Linked DNA regions of Ovis aries: region 2 is linked to region 1. Evidence: chromatin contacts called from public Hi-C data. All regions are on one chromosome and are shown on one strand. The core of a region is the stretch at or near the end of the contact, and the rest is flanking DNA. Distances in the headings are between cores, read along the strand shown. Region 1 has its middle 360 kb from the start of PIK3R1. Region 2 has its middle 36 kb from the start of CD180.

Region 1 (6,933 bases), core at 2,004-4,503:
TCTCCCGCCAAGACAGTATTGAGGAAACTCGTTATTTTCCATCTGCCTGTTTCTTATTTTCACTGTGAAGTGAAAGCAAAGCTTTAAAAATTTTTCTCCATTGCAAAGAAAATATATTTCAGAAAATTCCTATCTAGAAAATAAAGCAATTAAGAACTATCTGGCTGTGAGGCTCTGGCCCCAGTTTGACTTCAAGCAACATCATTGCTTCACATCAAGATGTGCCTTAGAATCAGACTGCTCTGATCAGCCAACGCACTGAGTGACTTGACATTTTAATAAATAAATAAGTATTTAGATCGTCATAAAATATCCTTTGAAATTATAAACATGGGAAACTTTATGAGATTCAAGTGAGTGCTAAATGGTCCAGCAACTTTCGGCCTGAGCAGCTGTTGTGCTTTGAAATTGGGAGAATTAAAATTGGGAAAATTGGGGGAAAATTGGGAAAATTGGGGCAGTTTTTTTGGAAAATCTACAAAAAGACCACCTCCATTATTTCAATGGCTTGTTTTTCTTAACATTTCTTTAGCTCTCTAGTTTGGGCAACAAAAAGGTTTGAATTTATTTTTTCCAAGTGAGTTATGATTAACATATAATACTATATTTGTTTCAAGTATTAAAAACAGTGATTTGATATTTTACACAGTATGAAATAATTTCCTTTGTCCTCTCACCACCCCCTCCCCTGGTATCTACCAGTTTATTCTCTGTATTTATGAATCTATTTCTATAGTGTTTTGCTTGTTTGCTTATTCCGTGAATTCATTCTTACACAACCAACAAGCGTAGGCTATTGTCTTCTGATAATATCATGGCAACTTAAAAACCTTATTTAAGCAAAAACAGATATTTAGAAAGTTTAACTTTTACACTGAAAATATATGTAATAAAGTAAAAGTTATTAGGTGGATGTTAGTGTGTGATACCTAGGAAATTACTAGTTGGCTTAAAGTTAGTTAAATTTACAGAATTAGATGTTTGCTCAGTGGCTCTATGTGCCTAGTCCGGGTTATGCACTATTAGAAAAATTAACATTATGTGTGTTGTCCTTCCTGGGAAGGAAGATAGTGGAACTAATTTGATATGGAAACCCTACTCTTGAAGCACTAGATAGCGTGTATTAAAGTGCCAAATTGATTTTGACCAAGTACTGAAATGTGGTAGAATTTAAGCAGTATAGGCAGATGGGATCTGAGGCATTTGTGTTGTAAGGAAAGGTAAAGGGAAAAAAAAAAAAGAAAAGAAAAGGTAAAGGTTGATAGTATAAATGACTTAAAAATATTTGGTAGAAAAATTGGTAGAATCTTCGTTCATAAAGATAGTAAAAGCAGAGATAGCTAGATTGTGGCAGAGAAGAAGTGCCAGTGAATTCATGAGTTATTTCCCTGATTATTCTTTTCTCAAAGTATATGTGTATTGTGCATCTGCCACTTGTAAGGTTAATGGATCCGTTAATATCTCTTAGTGATTTGGAAACAGCAGACTATTCCCTTCTCAACATGTATATTATACTAGCGGTTGACTTGCTCAATAAGCAGCTGTTTTTTTCTTACCAAGGGCTGTTAGCACCGGTAGGTGGTATGAAATGGTGTTTCTCTACAGTAGCTCTCTCTGGACTTTTGACAGGCTTAGCTACATAATTTGTATGGTCCAATGCAAAATGAAAATGGGGTCCTTCTGTTCAAAAATTATTAAGAATTTCAATAGGATGACAGAGCATGAAACATAAGTACAGGGTGCTTCTAAGCAAGGGGTCCTGACAACTGTACAAGAGCACACCCACGAAGCTAGTCCTGCTGATGGGGAAACCAAATCAGTGTGAGTAAGCTATGACTAAGGCAGAACTGCTAAATCTGGGCACAATCAATCAGCGTACTGATCATGGATGACCAGTTAAGGGTCATGTATATATACATATACGTATGTTGGTGTTCAGTCGCTCAGTCGTGTCTGACTCTTTGCAGCCCCATGGATTGCAGCATGCCAGGCTTCCCTGTCCTTCACCATCTCCCAAATCTTACTCAAACTCATATATCCGTTGAGTCAGTGATGCCATCCAACCACCTCTTCCTCTGTCATCCCCTTTGCCTCCTGCCTGCAATATTTCCCAGCATCAGGGTCTTTTCTAATGAATCACCTCTTCATATCAGGTGGCCAAAGTATTGGAGATTCAGCTTCAGCATCAGTCCTTCCAATGAACATTCAGGGTTGATTTCCTTTAGGACTGACAACATACACACACACACACACACATATATATATACATGTAAAAATATATTTACAACATAAATATAAATTTGTACAATGTTTAACATTACATTTTCACTATACACACACACACACATACATATATGCAGACATATATGATTAAACTATGTAGAATAGAGTTCTGAAAACATCTTGTGTGATAGCCTTGGGTGAATAAACTAGAAAAAAGTCATTTGCCACAACCCATAAATCATGTTATGCTTCTGTGAGGCATCATTCAACAACTATTCTCTGAGTCTCTATTTTGGGCCAGATACTTTTTGCAGTGTGAGCATATAACAGCAAACAAAATAAACAAAGCCCCTGCTCTCAGAGAGCTTTCATACTATTGAATTTCTGAAATTTCGACTGATCTGTTCAGTCTTGATGTAGTTTTTATTTCATGTTGAAACCCCTGGCTTTCCTTCGTTTATTCAGACCAGAAGCAAAAGTCTCAGAACTTGGTTATTCTTGTCACTGTTTAGAACTGAATAGAACCAGGACTCTCTGGAAAACAATGTGCTGAAAGTCTGTCCTTGAGAGCGTTCCAAGCTGAAGACACTCCTAGGAGCACTTCCCCTAAGGCCAAAGGCTTATTTGCTAACAGCAGTTCACAAGGAAGAAGACAGCCCGCTTATCTTTGGTAAGAGGACAGCTCTCATGATACCGAGTGACACAGGATCACCCTAAGAGTCAACAGCATCCATCTTACAGAAATCAACAACCCTTGCTTTTCCCCTTCCAAACAATTTACTGGTCTGGTTTGGCCTTTCTGTGCCACATTCCGTTCCAGAACCCCAGCTAAAATGTTCTCAAGGGCTGACCAGAGATCCCTCCTCCTTTCCCCGGGCTGGTACAACTTGACCGCTGCTTGACATCAAGGTCAACTGGAGACTGGGAACAGTTATGTAACTGCATTATAAATTGAATTAGAGCTGTGCATGAGCCCAGACCAAGTAACCAGGGCAGCTCCAGGCAAGAGCAGCAACGTGTCCCCAGGAGACAGCATTGGAGGAATCCTTTTCTGGGGAAAGGAAATAATGTATCACAGGCAGCAACAAAAAAATCCCTTCCCAGCCCCTCCCAAGTCCAGGCAGGCTGCTGCCCTGTCATGTGAGGAGCAAGAAAGAGGCATTAAGTGCAGAGGAAGCTGGTGGCTATGTGGCAGTGGGTATTGAAGAAGCACCAGGCATAATACGCACACACACACACACACACACACACACACAATGAAGAAAAGAAATCAGTTTTAATATCAGAACAGACACCACCCATTACAAGAGCACTAAGAAGGCTTACTCATGGGGAGGAAAAAAGCCACTGGCAATCATCTGTGCATTGGAAGATGGACGGGAGAACTTATTACAAGAGAGTCCCTCTGCTACTAGATTCTGAAATGACCCTGATGCTGGGAAACATTGAAGGCAGGAGGAGAAGGGGATGGCAGAGGAGGAGGTGGTTGGGTGGCATCACCAACTCGATGGACATGAGTTTGAGCAAGCCCCAGGAGTTGGTGATGAACAGGGGAGTCTGGCATGATGCAGTCCATAGGGTTTCAAAGAGTCAGACACGACTGAGCGACTGAACTGAACTGAACCCCCTGCTACCAGCCACCTGTTGTTCTAGAGAGAATATGTCCATATGGGTCTTAAAATGTGGGGCTGAAACATCTTTTGATGCCTCTGATAACCCAGGACATTCTTCCCCAAAGTAAGATGTCATACTGGAGGTGGGGTGGTGTGGAAATAGTAGCTGTTTTTTGTGTTTTTTTTAAACAAGCAAATAAATACAGAGGTAACTTTTGAAATGGTAAAAGGCGCTGGGATCACAGTTTAACCTTGGTCTATGATTGCATCTTTAGAATCAAATGAGAAAAGGCAGAGTAATGTGCAGCTGAAAGCTTAAACTGTGTAGTTCACTGATGGGACCAAACCATAGTTCCATCTTTTACTGAGTACTTGACATGTGGCCAGGTTCGAAAACCCCCTCTAAGCTCCAGCTTCCTATGTGCAGAAAGGGATAATTACAGTACCTACCTCAAAGGGCTTTTGTAAGATTTAACTACATCGAATGCAATAGCATTTGAAAACTAGTCACACAAAGACTTGAAATGCTAACAACAATTGCTGCTGCTGCTGCTGCTGCTGCTGCTGCTGCTGCTGCTGCTGCTGCTGCTGCTGCTGCTGCTAAGTCGCTTTAGTCATGTCTGACACTGTGTGACCCCAGAGACGGCAGCCCACCAGGCTCTGCTGTCCCTGGGATTCTCTAGGCAAGAACACTGGAGTGGGTTGCCATTTACTTCTCCAATGCGTGAAAGTGAAAAGTGAAAGTGAAGTTGTTCAGTCGTGTCTGACTTTTAGCAACCCCATGGACTGCAGCCTATCAGGCTCCTCCATCCATGGGATTTTCCAGGCAAGAGTACTGGAGTAGGGTGCCATTGCCTTCTCCGAACAATAATAGCTAATGGTTCTTAAATGTTTTAAGTGGTTTACATGTACTAATCCATTTGCTTTTCACAATAATCCTCTGAAAGATACAGAGAGGTTTAGCAAATTTGCCCAAGTTTGCCTATCTAGTGAGTTGCAGAGCCAGGATTTGAACCCAGGCAGTGGTTTTCACATCCATATTCTAAACCTAGAATGTGTTGATGAAGGAAATGGGGCTCATGAAGTTATATATGTGTAATAAATTATAGGTTTTAATATCTGGCAAGGCCAGTGCCTAAGAGGTGTTCATTGCCCATGCATATTCTCCACTAGAATTGGTGTTCTAGAGACATGCTCTCCGAATGTGTGCCAAGGCGGCTGTGTTCTCAAATGTGAGCATGAGCAGAACGTGTTATTCTTTTGCTTTATGCCTGGAATAGGGCAAAATGACTATTGTACAGTAATTTAGGAGGCTGTATGACACAGTCATTAAGTGCATGAACTCTGCAGTCAGGCTGTCTGGGTTTTCATCCCAACGAAAAGTGAAAAAGTTAAAGTGTTAGTTGCTCAGTTGTGTCTGACTCTTTGCTACCCTATGGACCATAGCACTCCAGGCTCCTCTGTCCATGGGATTCTCTAGGCAAGAATAGTGGAGTGGATTCCCATTCTCTTCTCCAGGGGATCTTCCTGACCCAGGAATCGAACCTTGTTCTACTGTATCACAGGCAGATTCTATCGGAGCCACCAGCGAAGTCCAATACCAGCACACAGTAGTTCCGTGCCTTGGACTAGTCACTACACATACCCAGGCTCAGTTCCCCTATAAAGGATAGCGTACTAGCACTTGTTTCCCGTGCTGTGCTTAAGATTAGATGAGCCAGTACACAGAAGCTGGCTCAGCACAATACATGGCGACTCTTAAGTGCCCTATCACTGTGGACTGTTGCTGATCTTTCTGCCATTCACCCCGCCAGGCCCAGAGATACAGCAGCAACAGGCCAGGCTGCTGCTTTCACGGCATTTCCATGAAATGAGGAAGCAAGTAAATAAACAACAAAGATGTAGATTGCGAAAAGCGTTAGAGAGGGCAATATACTGCAGACCGAGAAACTGGTTCTCCGAGGAGGTGATAGTTAAGCTGAGCCTTGAAGGAATGAATGGTGAGCAGAGGACAGAGGCCCTAGAAGAGGAAAGTAAGTGCCAAGTCCCTGAAGCAAAAAGGCACTCGCCACATCCATAAGACAAGACGGAAGCTGTAGTGGTGTGAGAACAGCAACAGGGGCGTTGGCCAGGCTCACCCAGCTCTGGTGAGCAGAGGAAGGTGATGTCCCATCTCCCCCAGTTCTGTTTGCACCCACTGATTGCCACTGGGCCTGAGGAGCATCCTGAAACTGAAACCTGTTCACCCTGGAATTCAGTCACCCATTGTATCAGCTTATTGAGGTGGTCCCAACAAGGAAAAAAAATCTTTGAAAAGTGAACCCAAACCAGAAACAGGCTTGAGCATTGTGGGAGAGTGACAGTTCCAGATTATACATGATAAAGGACTCCACAAGTCATCTTGATCCAGACACCCTTGCATTGTTTTTGGGAAGAGAGGTGTGTGTGTTCACTGAAAGAAATGCAGCATTAGGTACACGGAGCTTTGGCTATAGTCTGAATAGTCCCAGTTGGCTACCAGGACTCAAATAACCTTACTGAGAACCCCTCCCCAGCACCAAGCTTAGCTTAAAACTGAGTGTCCCCTTGTCACTTTGCGAGAGTGGTGGCAAGATCTCCAGCCATAAGGCACAGTCATCATCCAGTTTCTCCACCATGGGCACCATGAACAGGAACCTTGAGCTTACAACTCTTTGAAAGTGGCTGTCACAGTAGCTTTAACTTCAGAGATTCCAACGCACTGGTTTGGTTGGCCAGCAATGGCAAGATACAGCAAAATCTAATTTGGGGGCATGTGAATATCTTGATAAGTTTCTGGAAATATTTAGAGAGGGATCTATAAGACTGGCCTTCTCACACTTTAGCAGGTGGGACTTAAGAACCACCATGTACATTTGTAGAGTGACATTAAAAAGTGGTCACATTTCAGACAATTTTAACTATATTTTTATATTCATATTTGAACTGAGACTCATTAGATGGATGAAAACTATCAGGCCATCTTATTTTCATTTGAAAACAAGCAATTTTCTAATCTCACCTTCAATTTGTTTCCTTATTGGACTTCCTAGGAAGTGATAATGAGAGAATAAAGGCT
Region 2 (7,335 bases), core at 689-3,188, 500 kb before region 1:
TAGTCAACCAAGTATTTAATAGTTAATCAATGAGGACCTGAGATTGTGGCTTCATTTTTTAAAATTAATTAATTTGTTTTCATTGGAGGATAATTACTTTACAATACTGTGGTGGTTTTTGCCGTACATAGACATAAATCAGCCACGGGTGCACGTGTGTCCCCCCATCCTGAACCCTCCCCCACCTCCCTCCCCACCCCGTCCCTCCAGATTGTCCCAGGGCACTGGCTTTGAGTGCCCTGCTTTGTGCATCAAACTTGCACTGGTGATCTATTTCACACATGGTAATATACATGTTTCAGTGCTATTCTCTCAAATCATCCCACCCTCGCCTTCTCCCACAGACTCCAAAAGTCTGTTATTTATATGTGTGTTTCTTTTGCTGTCTTGCATATAGGATTCTCATTACCATCTTTCTAAATTCCATATACATGCATTAATATACTGTATTGGTGTTTCTCTTTCTGATTTACCTCACTCTGTATAATAGGCTCTAGTCTCATCCACCTCATTAGAACTGACTTAAATGTGTTCTTTTTAATAGCTGAGTAATATTCCATTGTGTACGTGTATCACAACTTTCTTATCCAGTCATCTGCCAATTGACGTCTAGGTTGCTTCCATGTCCTAGCTATTGTAAACAGTGCTGCAATGAACATTGGGGTACCCGTGTCTCTCTCAATTCTTGTTTCCTCAATGTGTATGCCCAGCAGTGGGATTGTTGGGTCATATGGCAGTTCTGGTTTCATTTTTGAGATTCACATACACCAAAAACTAGGGAGCAACATCTGAGGGCACATTTATCATTAGCTTACTTATGCACAACCTCATTCCATAAAGGGAAGGAAATGTTCTTTAACAATGACATGCACAATAAATAATGGCAAAAGTGAACTGGAGGAGCTGGAAGATCTAGATGGGGGAAAAGACTGATGCAGACTGAGCCGAAGGACTCAGTTATGTGAGGGCTCATCGGTTGTTGCAGTCTGTTTTGCTCTGTGGCAGCAAGCCAAGCTGAATTCAAGTGTGAAAGGACCACAGACAGAAAAGAAGAAGCTTTCCCTGATAAAAATATCCTCTCAGTGCATAGAATATTCATCACCACTCAATTCACTGCACCCTAGAAAGTGAAACAATTTAATAGAGTTAATTTCCCTGTGTAGGAAACCAGCATTTATTGTTAGAGGCTGGGGCTCGAAGCAGGCAACTTTGTTGGTGAAAGGAGGTTAAGTTGGGAGGTTAGTGCCCTGAAGCTGAGACCAGAATGGGTGACGCAAGAATCTTGGCCCAGGGAGGGTGGCAGCAGTGTGCGAATGGGGAGCTCTGATGACAACTGTGACCTACACCACAGTTTTTTCCCCTAGTATTGGTCCTAGTGTAATAAATTACAAAATGAAAGGAGGCAAAGGATTGCTTGGTAGAGAAATATGTACTCTTAGTCCTAAGGAAAGAAAGCTGTCAAGGGACGCCCTCTTTCTACAGAGTAATTTGTTGGTCTTTAGTTATAACAGGGTCATTCCAATGAAGCCAAACCAAGGCATGTGGAAGTGAAGAATTTAGGTTAGCCTGATTTTATTTCACAGTCTTTTGCAAACTTTCATGGGTCATATTGTGATGCAAGGCATTTATGTCTGCAGATGACCTTAGGTGCCCTCTCTGGGTGGCTTGGCAATGATGCAGCCGGCCCCCAGGGACTCCCCTTGCCAGGGAGAGGGGCTGTAGGCCTGAGCTCAGCTCCTTACCTGAAGCATGGCCTTTCTCCTGAGTGGGGTGGCCTGCAGTCCTGCATGGATCTCAGATCTCTGGATGCTGGGTGCTGGCTTGCCCTGATAATTCTAGTAGACAGCTGGCATCTAAAGCTGCCCCGCCTCGCACCAGGAACCTGTCTGCTCTTCCTATAACAGTGTCACCTTCTCCTGTGTGGCCTTATCAGAGGCAGAGAGGAAAGGGGCTCGGGGTCCTTGACTGGGACGTAAGCCACACTGCTTGTCTAGTAGGATGCTCTGGCCCCCTCTCCGTGGAGACAGAGGGTGACCCCACCTCCTCTAATGTTGTGAGCCTAGCCGTGCAAGCCTCCACTTCCCTCAACGAAGCCCTTTCTTTAACTTATATTCTGTGACATTGCCCTTCCCTCTAAGGTCCTTACAGACAGATCGCCATCCATGAGATCCATGTTTAGGACAGTTGTGAAGGTAACGAGTGATAGTCCTTATATCCTAGGTTTAAATCAGGACTCAGAGGTCCTTCCAAAAACTTACAGCAAAATGGCATTCACTTCATGATTGAAGATCCTCTTGAGTGCAGGGTGAGCTCTCAACCTGGAGCTAACTGGCTCTTCTTAGGCTTCGTTACAGCCTTAACGGTAAAATGCTTCCTCTATTTAAATTCTAATCTCAGCCCTGCTAATGTGCTGCTCTCTGTAGGGAAGTACTAAGCAGGCCATAAAATGAAGTGTTTATGATCAGATTTCATACTAACTCCTGAATGAAAGATGCGGAGCACTCTGGGTGGTCTCGTCAATGCAGTCAGCATCACTAATGATTATTTATCCATCTCAGACTGGGCGTTCTGCTCCACTGGCTATGTGCTGAGTGGATCCTAGTACTGGTAACGAATACGGGTTCTAATGTCATGGAAACAGCAAATCTTATACAAGTGGAAAGTCATCACTCAATTATTTTTCTTTTTATTGTTGTTAGAACATTAGTTAATTCAATTCTGTCCCCTGAATTGAATTTTAACTAGGATTAGTTTTTATGACTGTGAAAGACATTGCTTATGAATGAGGGAAAATAGGGACTGAGCTGGTTTTTCACAAGTCTTTAAGCTTTGTGCCTGAACATAGCAGAACTTGTTTTTGTTTTCATTTCTAATTAACATAGTTTATTATGTAGATTCAAATAGGTCATGAGTCCATAATATCCTATAAACAGAACATCTGCTTAAAATCAAAGGCTCCGTTATGTGTTTAGCTCACTTATAGATATTGAGCACTGTCTACCATTTTCAGTATTAAGGAAGGATTTTATTAAGCTTTAGACAAAAATATTAAGTAAGATATAACATTGAGTGCTAATTAAGTTGAAGAGCCATACAAAGAGAGAATAATTCTAATAATAGACTGAGGATTATACATTATAGGAAGATTTGCTCTTTTTAGTTTTTTTTTTATTGCTAGCTGCATTGAATTTTATTAATCATTAATTATGCTCTTAAGTTCAAGACATGTGTGGGTCAATATTTTTAAATAAGATGAACATCCAGGAACCCACTGTCCATTCCCTGAACAAGGACATAACTGAAACTAACATCTGCTCACATGGTTACTCTTTATAGTAAAGTAGCCTGTATTGCCTTTATTGGTTGCTTTCATTATTATTATCATACTTATAATTTTCTTGAGCTAAGCAACACTTGCAGATACATTTTAGAACTATATTGGCTATTCAGTTTTATACCCCCAGACTATGTAAACTGCATGTCATAGAAGATTAAACGAATACAACCAAATCTGTGTCCTTTTGACCTGTCAAATGTTGTCATGCTTCTCTGGGGGTCCTCTATTTTCAGTTGCAACCTCAGCTTCATGCTTAATGAGAGAATTGTACTCCTAGCAGGTGTCAACACCCCATGTTCCTAGGCTTCGTAACAGTTCAGTTCCCATCTTTAGCTGATTCCTTTGTTCATCCGTTCATTTATTTGGAGAACATTTCTTGAGAACTGAGAACTGAGCTTGCCTCTAGGGTTCCAGATGCCAAGCTGGGGAGAGAGAGTTGCAAAGAGATCACTATAACAGGAAGGGATGCTTCTGACAGAAGCTCTGTTTGGTCAAGAGGCCAAGGGCTGTGCTGTCTGTCCTGGAAGGATTAGGGAAGGCCCAAGCAGCTCATTTTTCATATGGAGAGGTTTTTGGGTGAAGAGAAGTGGAGGTTTATGCAACAGTGAATGAAGTTACTCTAATGGAGAACAGGAGGGAGACTTGAGACTTTTTAGGCGCCTCTTGTTTCTCTGAAAGCCCACAGGTCTTATCAAGTTGTTTATACCTGCTCGTAGCCAGAGAAAGAAAAGTATGAAATTGTGCTGAGACCCCATCCCTTGGCTAGGGTTTATTCTGTAGGATACTACAGGAGCTACATTTTGTGGGCAAACGGAAAGATATACTTCCAACTGTCTCAGAATGTGCAATGGGCAGATAGAAAGAACAGCAAGCATAGAATCGTGAGAAGTCTTTGTGGTTCTAACATCTAACCCCACAGATAGAAAGTGTATTGCAATGTCAGTAATATTACAATGCTGGACCAGAAGTCATTGCCCTTCTATCTTTTACACACCACTCAATTCTGTGTCTTTTCTGCAATAGAAATACAATGTGTATTTGGAAGTCCCCCAGAATCAAACAGAATACAGTGTCTCTTGAAGTTTCTGCTTCATCTGCTTGTTAGAGACAATGGGAGGAGAGACCAGTGAATAAAGATTATAAAAGTATCATTTGGGTGCACAATCTACATAATGATGTCGTAGCAACAGTCCCTTGTTTCTTACGGTAATCAAGTCAAAGGCTTATCATCATGTGACTCTATAGCCAGACCAGACAGCAGATTTCTGTGGACCTGAGTCTCTCAATTAGATTTCTGTGGCCTTGCCACAGGAAGCCATCAGAGGTTAAAGACTTAATTTTTCTCAGTGGTGTGTCCTGAAGAAAAATGATCAGTACGCAGTTTTCCGAACTGCCTCTCTGTCTGGTAACATTTTATTTTCTCTGCTTTCTCCTACCATTGACATTACGGTTCTTCCTTGTTACAATCATGATGAATGCGGGGTGGGGGGAGGTGGAGGGCGGTGTTTTCTTGTTCTCACTTTCTAGGATTATCCTCTGGTTAGGAGAGTCTGCCCTGGGTGCCAGAAAGCCATAGCTCATCTGGACTGGCCCGGAATCTGTGAAGAGCCCTCTGTGGTAGTTACCCAGGTTGGGTTCACAAATGACACTTCTTCCCCCTCAGAAACTTTAGTCTTAAAGCCATCCTCGTCTCATGGTAAAGAAAGCTATTCAGAAGTTTTATTTAAACTTTCTCTTAGCAGATGGGCTGCTCTCATGGAATATACTGAAAATTATTTTCAGATTTCAAAGAGACTACCCAGTACTTAGTGGGCAAAGGTAAGACACAGCAAGGCAGTGAGCGATGAGGAGCAGGGCACGTCAGACTGACACTCTAAAGAGTTTAAAGGGTTCTTTTCATGCGGAAGCTTTCTATTCTCAGGAGTATTAGAATAATGTCTTATTTGACTTCTTTCAACTCCATGGTGGCCTCAGAAGGTGGAGATTTTGATATCCTGTACTTGCCAATCCTTACCTTCAGGATCTGTGCCCTGGGAACAGACCATGATATATAATGATGCCTGTAGAAAGAGGCAGGGAGACCTAGAAACCCAAGAACTGGGTTCCATTTCTGCATCCTCCTTTGATTTTTAAAGTGAATGGGATTGGCTTTTTAAATTCATTTCACTTATACCAGTTTTTTATTTAGTAAAAGTATGGCAACTCATGTTTACCTCTGACACCTTCTGGGACAAGGTGGGAAAAGGTGAAGAGAGTCCCTGTTCATCACCCCACACATGGTGGGGGCGATTATCCCTCCCCTTCCCTCTGAAGACACATATTCACAGAACAAAAGCACTGAAAATCTTTTCTGAGTTATGATTGAATTAATAAACACTTTAGCAAGATTTACTGACTTTCTTACAAATTCTCATTTACTCCTCATTACAACCCTACAACGTGGATAATGTTTTTATCATTCTGTTCTACAGACAAGAACACAGGGGCGCAGAAAGGCTAAATAATTTGCCTGAGGTTTCACAGCTAGTAAGATGTGAAAAAATACTCAAAGTCTCAGAATATTGCTTTCTTTAGGGTCTTTGGGGTCTTTGTTCCATGTTGAATAGGGATTCAAGCTCAGTAGTATGCTCCAAAGTGCATGTTTTGAGTCCCTGAGCTTCACTTGCACTCCTGACTGGGGCTGGCTGGCCCATCTCTTGGGAAAACATATGCTGCATATGTTTTCCCAATATACTCTTGAGCAATATATCCCCCAAACAACAGGAACCAAAATACAAAACAACAGGCTCATACAGTCTCTTTGTAATAGCAGATGATGTGTAATTTTGGTCCATTACTTTCCAGGTAGTATTTCAGGTAGAGTGAGCCCTAATCCCAAGTAGGGCCCTCATGATTCGGAAGGTATCAGAAACTGAGATTATTGGCATTTTTGCTGACGCTTTCTAAGTTAGGAAACGTGTATCCATGGGCTTAATCCCCCAAAATATAAATAAAAGAGAAACAAAATGAAGGGACTTCTCAATTGTAAACTCCAAAGGAAAGCATAGAAAAATCAATGATGATGTTTAGATAGTCAAGGTCAAGGAATTCATTTCCTTTTTCAGAATGAACCACTTTTGCTGTGTCAGACTTTATAGCCTTGTATAATTTATGTACTCCCTTGATGTTGGAGGCACTTGGAAACTTAGTGAACTTGCTCTAGGAAATCATAATCACCAATTTATTTGAATTTTGGATCCTCCACTGGGGATTATGTTTAACGCTCCTTTTATAATTCCAGTGTACTATGTGACATCTTACTAATGAGGATTTTCCCCTAATGTGGCATTAAGATTAGAGACCCAAGCTATGTTGATTTGTAGCAAAATAAAAGTTTTTGTTGACTTGTTCAATTGTCCTTGTCTTTAACTCCGTGTCCCAATTTAGGGCAGGGAATAATTTGCTGAACAGTCTATTCCTTCTGAATCTCAGAAAGCTAGTTGGAACAAAGACCCATCCCAGATGGTAGCATTTGCTTTCTTTCTTTTTTTTTTTTTACCCAATTTTAAAGTCTTGTTTAATATTGAGGCCCTCTGAGCACTAAATTCCATAGCTCCCCAGCTGTAGCATAGATAAAGATACTAGTTGGTGAGTGGAAGTAACTCAGGAATGGGAAAAGAACTAATATATCTTGAGTTTTGTGTACCAGGAATTGTGCTAGTGCTTCAAACATTTTTTCGTTTAATTATCAAACCAAACATATGAGGCAGTAACTAATCACTCCATTTTTATAACTAAAGAAAGCAATATTCTAAGGCTGAGTATTTTTCCCAAGGGCTCAAATTAGCTAAGGACTGAGACTGAGAATCAAACATAGGTCTATCTGATTATAAAATACATGTTGCTGGCACCAACTGTTCACCATGATTCACAAGGCCTTAGGTTGTTCATTTATTCATTCACTTCACACATTTTTACTGGGCACCTGCTCTGTGCCAGGTATTCATCTAGTCCTTAGA

The links. Hi-C and Micro-C count contacts between places; a contact is called where the count stands out from the background.
Region 2: a Hi-C map of tail adipose tissue shows a contact between it and region 1, with 5 times the contacts expected there. The contact joins two enhancer-like sites. A contact is called at or near these places in 2 of 16 Hi-C or Micro-C datasets (mesenteric adipose tissue and tail adipose tissue).

The regions. Positions count from the first base shown.
Region 1 is chr16:11,964,416-11,971,348 of ARS-UI_Ramb_v3.0, reverse strand. No RefSeq gene overlaps it. Among named protein-coding and RNA genes, the nearest start is that of PIK3R1, 360 kb to the right of the region's middle. Within about 2 kb of position 3,253, at least 16 of the 54 cell types and tissues checked have an H3K27ac peak or open chromatin away from gene starts, as enhancers often do. A contact at or near this core is called in tail adipose tissue, where this site is marked.
Region 2 is chr16:12,467,009-12,474,343 of ARS-UI_Ramb_v3.0, reverse strand. No RefSeq gene overlaps it. Among named protein-coding and RNA genes, the nearest start is that of CD180, 36 kb to the left of the region's middle. Within about 2 kb of position 1,938, at least 9 of the 54 cell types and tissues checked have an H3K27ac peak or open chromatin away from gene starts, as enhancers often do. A contact at or near this core is called in tail adipose tissue, where this site is marked.